Linked DNA regions of Mus musculus: all the other regions are linked to region 3. A link is a contact called in public Hi-C data. All regions are on one chromosome and are shown on one strand. The core of a region is the stretch at or near the end of the contact, and the rest is flanking DNA. Distances in the headings are between cores, read along the strand shown. Region 1 has its middle 22 kb from the start of Gm22070. Region 2 has its middle 59 kb from the start of Gm22070. Region 3 holds the start of Trhde (TRH-degrading enzyme).

Region 1 (2,700 bases), core at 83-2,582, 210 kb after region 3:
AAAGCAAAAACGGCTGGGATGTGAGCAGGCGTCTCATTAAAAGCCACTTTCCCATTCTGCCTTCTAAGCCTCATCAGAATATGAAAGGAAACGGTCCTCTATTTTTCACTTAGGAACTATCAGATAGTCTATTATGGTCATCCTTGATGTATTCCAAAAGCCAAAGTATTCTAAATGCCAACTTTACCAGGTATATAGTTTCAGCATCTTTACATGCACACATTCAAATATCTATCCACATATACAAATTATTTTCACAATGTGTGTCTCAAAAACGGAATAGCTGGCGACGTGAGGCGGATTTGAGTGCTCCTTGGGAAAGCTGCTACATTTGTGTGAGTATGTAGAAGAATAACATGAGCTCGCCCTTTAAAATAAAAAATAAAATAAAATAAAATAAAAAATTAATCCCTCAGGTACAGTCCCCTTAACAGAATCAACGTAATTGCATGTGACATTGTCCTTCCCAGAACTGCAGATTCAGTGAACGCAGCAGGTCCTGATCTTGGTCTTTAACAGATGGCCTCAGCAAAATGACAGTAACAGAACCTGACATGTGTTGTTTCAGTGATCTCCTCTCCTCTCCGAGAAGTATGGAAGCCTTAGATCCCGTGTGTTCCTTCAGATTGTTATTTCTGGCACGCTCTTCTTGGCATATGTTATGATGAGCCATTCATAACAAATTAAATTTTCATTAAGGTAAAAAAAAAAAACCTTCATAATCCATAAGCCTACAGTTTGTCTCAGTCCCCAAGGTAGCTTTTTCTGTGCAGAGGGACCAGTTATACAAGTAATTGAGTGTTGAGCTGGTTTGGATTCATTTTTTAAGAATTAGCTACTTTATAAAGAGGGATAAGGGGAACAGAGGAGCCTGCAATCCCAGAAATGGAAAATGGTGGACAAGATGCCAGAAAAAAAAAAAATCTGTGGCCTCAATCTCGAAGCATTCTACAGGGACACAGCATGGCTAGTCTCCCGGGAAACACATCAAAGAAGCTAAACCACAAGACACCACTTGAATGGCACCACCTGGGCTGGATACAAAGACCAGCTGGAGCAGGCAGAAGTCCCGTACCTTTAAGGTAGTGCTTCAGAGCCGATTGTAACTGTAATTAACAGCTTCCTCTAACTGTGAGATGGAATTTTCCTGAAGGACTCGGCGGTTTTACTCACTGTCTGGCTTAGTAAAATGGGATTTCAAACAGCACAGAGCTTTCAACCCAAAGCAGCTAAATCTAGTTAAAGCAGAAACATCAATGATTTTCGGTGAGTGCACATCACAGGAACACCGCGGCACTGGAAACCACCGCTGATTGCTTCTTCCAGAAGCCAGCTGAAATGAAGTGAGGCGCAGAGCCAAGGAGGAAAGCCTGGGCTTCTCTCTTCCTGAGCCTGCACTTAGCTCCCATATAAATTTTTGCCTATGATAATGTCTTTGAGCCTACTTAGTAGCTGGTAAACTACTCATTTTTCAGTTCACACTTGGAAATATTGGCTAACAGTGGGGAGAGAAATCAGACCGTTGACCTTGTCTCACCCTGAGCAAAACTTTTAGTTTGCTGATACTTCAATCTCTTCCGTATGAGAGAGGGGTTCTTTCCCCGCGAGCTACGGGCTGCAAGTGGGCTTCATTAGACTCTTTTCAATATTCTCCTTCTCTTGAAAATTGAGTTTAGCCATTCACAAAGAGAATATAATAATGTGTAAGCTGAAGTCCAGGATCGCGTGGGGATAAACAGATTTGATGTTGAATGCCTTGTTATAATGAGTGAAAAAGAATTACCTTTGCTTACAAAATAAACAATCTCCATGCTTCCCAGGAGGTTTCAAGTAGGGAGCAAAAGAGAAAAGAAAGGTAAAATATAAAAATCAACAGGCAAACAAAACAAGTCACGTGACTGCAACTGCAACCGGGTCTTTGTCAAGCATTTTCTCTGTGTGAGCACTTACTGGAATGGAGATTAAAAGAGCCAGTGAAGGGGTTAATAGCAAGTAACCTTCACTTCATGGATGAGCAGCAGGGAAACATAACCAGAAAGGGAAATATCAAGAAATTGACGTGCATAAAATTCAGTACTTCCTGGATAGCATCAAAACAAAACAAAACAACTTATAGAAATGTCAGATGTGAAGCAGAAGGAGACAAAAGTGTCGGAGCACCTTAGAGAGACAGGTGGGACAGAAAGGCCAGCCGATTAAGCAGGGGCTTGGAATCGTGGCACGCTTTGAGAAAGCATCCCCAAAATTGTGCAAGAAGCCCTTGTCTTCATGGTTTAAATCCTTCGGGAGCGGTCCAGCTCTCTCCCACAAGGTCCAAAATGGCATTGGCTTTTGTCAAAGTCCAAGTTAAGGAGAGTGGATATGGAGCTTCGGGGTGGCTTCACTGGGCACAGAGCTTGCAGTGCAAGCCTGGTGACCTCGGTTGGACCCCAGCAACTCAGGGAAAGGAAGCAAACGAGAACAGATTCCAACCGTCATCCTGCAGCCTACTCTTGTGCCACAAACACCTACAGCGCACGCCCACAGAGAAGCAATAACAATTAACTTAAGCCAAAGTAAAGTAGTTCCTAGCAAATTTTTGGTTTATTCCCTTGAAAAGGCATATGGAAAGGATGGTTTAAAAAAAATGACCCCCAAATGTTCAATTTTATGTTACATGCAGTTTTAAGAACAAAGAAATGTAAATAAAGAAAATATCTA
Region 2 (2,700 bases), core at 33-2,532, 250 kb after region 3:
CCAGGTATGCCAGACATTAAGCAAGAATAATAGGACCCTATCCAGCACTAACCATGTGAGAGGCACTGATCTGTAATTTTTAGTATGTTTTTTCACTCAATCCTTAAGCCATTCATATGAAGAAATAATATTATTTCCATTTTAGAGATAAGGAAATCAAGGTACTAGTAGATTAAGTAGCATTTCGTGGTCGCAGAGCTAATGCCCTACAGAGTTAGTATTCAGAGGGTGTTAGTGTTTGCTCAAATATCTCTTTCCTGTAAAGCCACTAATGCCATTGTGGGAGCCCTGTCTCATGAAATCATTTAGTCCCAATTACTGCTCACAAGCCTGTGACACCCTCTACCAATTATGATGTGGCCAACAGGCCTCTCTGGACATAAAACAGATCTGGGTAGCATACTTTTGAACTTCTCGTTCTCCAGAACTATAAGCCAAATAGCTTTCCCCTTTAATAATTACCTGGTCTCTAGTACTTTGTTGCAGCAATAAAATGACTAAAAGTGTTTACTTGACGCAATCACCTTTCTGAGTAAAGAACCTGAGAACTGGGAAGTCTCTCACTTATCTCCTCGACCCCAGGCTTATAAAGGCAGCTGTTCAGGAAGAATAAATAACTTTAGGAAATACACGGTATTTTTCCACTCTCGAAGTTTAATTCTGCAGTTTGTAATTTGGGGGCAATGCAGATTTATTATTCACCAACCCCAGCGGTGGCAAGGAGAAAATTGAACGTCAACCTGAATAAACCCAAAGATAGGAAAATAAATGTTTTTTTTTTAAGTAATTAACGAGAATTCTGCAATCTCTAAGGTCATTAAGGAAGAGAAGCTCTGTCCTAATAAGTCTTATGTTCTAAGAATCGTGAGCAGAAAGCAAGGAATTTCCTTCTTACTGGAAAGGTTAGCCTGATGGGGACTGTGTAGAAAGGCTGCAGACCTAACAGGACAATCCTGGGTCTTTGAGCAAATCTTAGCCAGAGCCACTGCTGCTTTCTTCAAAACTCTGTACTGTTTAGTCTTGTTAAAATAAAATAAAATAAAATAAAATAAAATAAAATAAAAACGGGGAATGAGGAAGCTGTGTGTTAAGTCTGCATGGACCAGCTATTGTTTTAGATGCAAATCCTAATTCCCCAAATCCAAATAGTTTAGGTAATATGGAAAAGGGAACCGCAGTTGCTGGTGGAATTAGGCTACTGATGGGATTAAGCTTTGCTGCTCAGCTGGCCTTGAATTTGGCAGCTGTTCAGCCGACCCAGTGTAATCACGGGACTCCTAGGAATGAAAAGGAGACTCGGAAGAGCAAGGGAATCGATGAAGAACAGTCAGAGCAATACCGTGTAAGGACCTAAGCCCCATCATTACAGCATTAAAGACAGAAGACAGGAGCTATGAGCCAAGTACTGCCGCGTTCTCCAGTAAGTAGGGAAAAAACAAGGAAGCATGGTCTCCTTTCAGCTTCTAGGTAAAAAAGCAGCTAGCTAGCTAGCTCTCTCTCTCTCCAGCTTGATTTGAGCCTAGTGGCTCTGTGGTGTCAGACCTGTAGGTACAGAGACCTTGGGATAATAAAACTCTGTTCTTTTAAGCCACAGGGCGTGTAGCCACTCCTTAGAACAGCAAAGGAAACCAATGCACTGCTGATGCTTACAAATACCCTGCTGATGCTAACACCAGAGCCCTACTTGTGAACCCAGGGAGCTGCGAACACAGAGCAGAAAACAAGATGGGAGTAAAAGATCTGTCTACCTGGGTGACTCAAGCGTTACAGATCGGGTTCGAAAGAAGCAGCTGGCGTAATATGTGGGGATGTGTGCCAGGGGAACGATGAAACCGGAAGGAACCGGTTTGGGACAGGAGCTGGGTGTAGTCATGTCCAACCCTGGAAATCTTGTCTCAAGAGCTGTAGGACGTGGGATCCCTCCCTCTCTGCATCTGGCCTCCATGTCCCCCGCACGGGTAGTCCTATCCCCCCCCCCCCCCACCTTTGCCTATGCCAGAGGGAATCACGCAGTAACAGCCCGGTTAAACTTCCTCTCTCCTTATAAGGTCGAGTCCAGGCCATACCCAGACTTCCTCCTTATGCAAATGAGGCATCCTTAGCTGTTGTTCAACCCACCCCCAATAGCGCCTACTCACCCCTCAAAGGTTAAAAAAGACTTTGTTCCCCTTCCCCCATTTAAGCGAGCTGCTCTCTAAAGCTTATCTCCAGAGAGGTCTGTTTCTCCATCACCCTCAGGTGTTCTTGCCTCGCTTCTGCTCTCTGGATCCACTGGTTGTGGTCATGAGCAATCTCGCCATTAAAGATGGAGGAGAGGAATGGAAAGGAAGTTAGGATACACTGAGGCATGGTCAAAAGTTTAGTATACCAGCTCTTTGAACACAGGGAAAGAAACCGAGGCTCAGTGAGACGAAATTGTTTGCCCAACCTAGTTAATGCCACAGTCAACACAAGAACACAGTCCTCCAACTCAGATCTGTTTTTAAAATGTCCAGTCTGGCTGCAAATCCGTAGTTAGCACGTTTCCTAATAAACTCTCAAAATAAACTGTAGGAACAGAATCTTTGTCTCTGGATAGTAAGAAAGCAAAAACAAATTTCAAGGGCTCAGTGTTAAAGAGCACTTCTTGCTCCTTGACAGGACCAGGGCTCAATTCCCAGAATCCACATGTGGATTTAAAAAACTCATGTAACACCAGTT
Region 3 (2,700 bases), core at 7-2,506:
GGGGAAACCCCCGAGGCCACCGTCGGTGCCAGGCATCGCCGCGCTCGCTCCACACTCGTCGAATCGCAAGCTGAGCAGGACGGCCAGCATGGTGACAGCCAGCAGTGCCACGATGGACACGGCAAAGGCCAGCACAAGCCTCTTGTGCACTGCGATGTGGCGCTCCGTGGTGCGGGGTCTCACTCCCACCGAGTCAGCCCACGGGTCCGAGAGCCCCCTGCCGCTTGCCCGGAGCGCGGCGTCGTCTTCTCCCATGGTGGCCGCAAAGGGTGAACTGCTCTTCTCTGCCCCCTCCTCCTCCTTCTTCTTCCTCTTCTTTTTCTTCTTCTTCTTTTTCTTCTCCTCCTCTTGCTCCCCCCTCTCGCCGTCCAGGGCCATCACACCGCCTCCTCCTCTTCCCCCGCCCCCTCCGACACCCCTAGCGGGCGGGCCACCCGGGCCACCTCCAGCGCAGTCATTGGAGACCGCACGCGGGCGGAGGGCGCGACGCCGGCTGGGACCCTAGGGAGGCCAGCTCAGATTCTCTCAAGACAGACTCTGGAGGCTAGTGACGACCGAGACGACCCCCATCAGCCCCGCCTCTCTCCAGACAACAGCTGCGGATAGCCGGGCAACCAGCTCTGGGACGCGCCCCAACTTGGGAAGCGTGTCGCTCGCCGGGTGCGCGCTACTCGTCGGGCCAGCACCGGGCGCCCGGGCACACGCCGCCCCCGCCCCTGTGCGCCTGCGGCTCGCCTGTCCTCCCGGGCGCCGCACTCTACCAGGGTGGCGGCGGCGGTTGCTCTCTCCTCGGCTCGGCCAAGAGGACAGAGAGCGCTGGGGAGAGCGACTGAGTCGGGGGACAAGTTAGGGCTTCACCAGCCCCCCGCACTCTGGCAGCGTTGTTCCGTCTTCTGGGTGGGATGTGCTCGCCAAAACAGTTGCGGCGGTGGCAGCGGCGGCAGCCCGGAAGGCGCTGGAGCCTTCCACCCCGCAGTGGAAGAGGAGAGGATGGACCAGAGGACCGAGGAAAGGACTGGAGTAAGCTAGCCGGAGGAAGTCCCACGGCCGCGGAGCATCCGTCCTGAAGAAGCCTTCTCCACCCTGGACACTTTAAGCAGTGGTGGCGGTAAAAGGCGTGAGGTTGCGGACTGGGCAGCAAGCCTCCCGCGTTCCGATGATGCTCTGCCCTCCAGAGAAGACAAGTGAAGAAGTGTCCGGTCGGGGTGTCCACTTCAGGTAGATGAAGGTCTGAGCCGCGTCCCCGGGGGAAGAACTGAAGTGCGTGCGTGTGTGCCAACGCGTGTGCATGTGTGTGCGCGTGTGTGCGCGCGTGTGCGTGTATGTGTGTGTGTACACGGGCTCCGGGTGTAGATTTTGCCAAGGGTACTCCAGCTGCATTCAGGGACTGAAACTCCCGGAGAAACGGGAAGCAGAGAGAGGGAGCAAGCGAGGAGGAAGGGAAGGCAGGAGGGAGGAGAGAGGTTTAGCGACAGAGGCAGGCACTGGGAGATTAGAGAGAGCTTTTCTCCGCTCTGTCACACCAGACACCCACAGCCACAGAGGGGGTTGCTGAGCTGCCTGCAAGAGTACATTGTAAATCTTCGGCGCAACAAGCCCCGCAGTCACCCCTCTTCCGACTCCTTAGCCCTACTGCGGATTCCCCAGAGGGACCACTGGAGCCTTGGGCTATTAGCATCAAGAGCAAAGGCAGAGCCTGCTGGGGAGGCAGTGTCAGATCACACATCAAGCTCGCCAGAGGATTTAGAGGACTGTATGTAAATTGAAATAAATTCTCCAAAGCCTGGCTGCATATATTACACCAGTGTAGTGAAGCTAGGTGTGCAGTCAGAAATAATGGCTAGCAATGAACTAGTAGAGTCCTCCTCCGTAAGTAAAGACTAAAGACAAGAGAAGGATTCCCCATAGAACGCATTTTATTCTGAGATTGGGGAAAGCATTACAACATGATGCCCACAATACAATATTCAGAAACGAATGGAAGGAAAACTGAGGGTGGAGGCCCCATGACTTTGGATATTAGTAGGACAGTGTATCAATCCATACTCACGTGACTTGTCAGCGTCTTACTTCACCTAGGCACAATTCTTCTTTGCAACTCCCCTGTATCATCATGAAAAGTGTTTAAACTTCATTAGAACAGTTATGAACCCCCAGTGTACGCTAACAGCAAGAATCATCAAAGCACAGGACATATATAGCCTGCTGGCCGCCTTTGGACTCTCAGGAGTTTGTTGGAGTTCTCTCCACTAGAGTAGAGGGGGTGTGCTATCGAAACTTCAAAATGTGCTGATAGAGTTGTAACTAAAACAATGCTTAGAAAGACAGCCGCCTCGAAGGCGACAAAGAGTTAATGACTGGCTCAGTCAATTTAAAAAAAAATGAAGAAATGTCTCTTTACATGTTTCTTTTGTTTGTTTAAATCCAGATTGCATTTAAGAAATCATCACCATCATTATTTTCCAGAGAGAGAGAGAGAGAGAGAGAGAGAGAGAGAGAGAGAGAGAGAGAAAGAGAGAGACTATTAGCTTTGGGGTAGTGAAAAATAGGCTTAAAATGATATTGTTAAAGCCTGGCCAATAAGAGGAGCTCAGTTACACAACATCAACTTTAAACTGGGAGTCTTGCTTGCAGAAGTTCTTTTCCCTTCATCCCTAGCTAGGGTACTTGCTCAATACCATGCTTTCTAAATGTCCACTT

The links. A called contact is a pair of places that touch in the nucleus more often than the background predicts.
Region 1: a contact with region 3 is called in a Hi-C map of cerebellum, with 4 times the contacts expected there. The contact joins the enhancer-like site here to the promoter of Trhde in region 3. A contact is called at or near these places in 1 of 39 promoter capture datasets (hippocampal neurons), 5 of 484 Hi-C or Micro-C datasets (brain, cerebellar granule neurons and cerebellum), 2 of 115 datasets of contacts at active chromatin or transcription factors (forebrain and neural progenitor cells) and 1 of 9 other capture datasets (adipose tissue).
Region 2: a contact with region 3 is called in a Hi-C map of cerebellar granule neurons, with 2.3 times the contacts expected there. The contact joins the enhancer-like site here to the promoter of Trhde in region 3. A contact is called at or near these places in 4 of 39 promoter capture datasets (embryonic stem cells, hippocampal neurons, liver and 1 more), 8 of 484 Hi-C or Micro-C datasets (cerebellar granule neurons, cerebral cortex and embryonic stem cells), 1 of 115 datasets of contacts at active chromatin or transcription factors (SST interneurons) and 1 of 9 other capture datasets (embryonic stem cells).

What each region holds. Positions count from the first base shown.
Region 1 is chr10:115,012,564-115,015,263 of GRCm38.p6, forward strand. No RefSeq gene overlaps it. Among named protein-coding and RNA genes, the nearest start is that of Gm22070, 22 kb to the left of the region's middle. Within about 2 kb of position 1,333, at least 24 of the 459 cell types and tissues checked have an H3K27ac peak or open chromatin away from gene starts, as enhancers often do. A contact at or near this core is called in brain, cerebellar granule neurons, cerebellum and 3 more, where this site is marked.
Region 2 is chr10:115,049,084-115,051,783 of GRCm38.p6, forward strand. No RefSeq gene overlaps it. Among named protein-coding and RNA genes, the nearest start is that of Gm22070, 59 kb to the left of the region's middle. Within about 2 kb of position 1,283, at least 5 of the 459 cell types and tissues checked have an H3K27ac peak or open chromatin away from gene starts, as enhancers often do. A contact at or near this core is called in cerebellar granule neurons, where this site is marked.
Region 3 is chr10:114,801,046-114,803,745 of GRCm38.p6, forward strand. Trhde (TRH-degrading enzyme) reads right to left here and starts at 1,257. Exons shown (of 19, transcript NM_146241.3): 1 at 1-1,257. The coding sequence starts at 378. Gm15723 (predicted gene 15723) reads left to right here and starts at 681. Exons shown (of 2, transcript NR_155864.1): 1 at 681-1,218.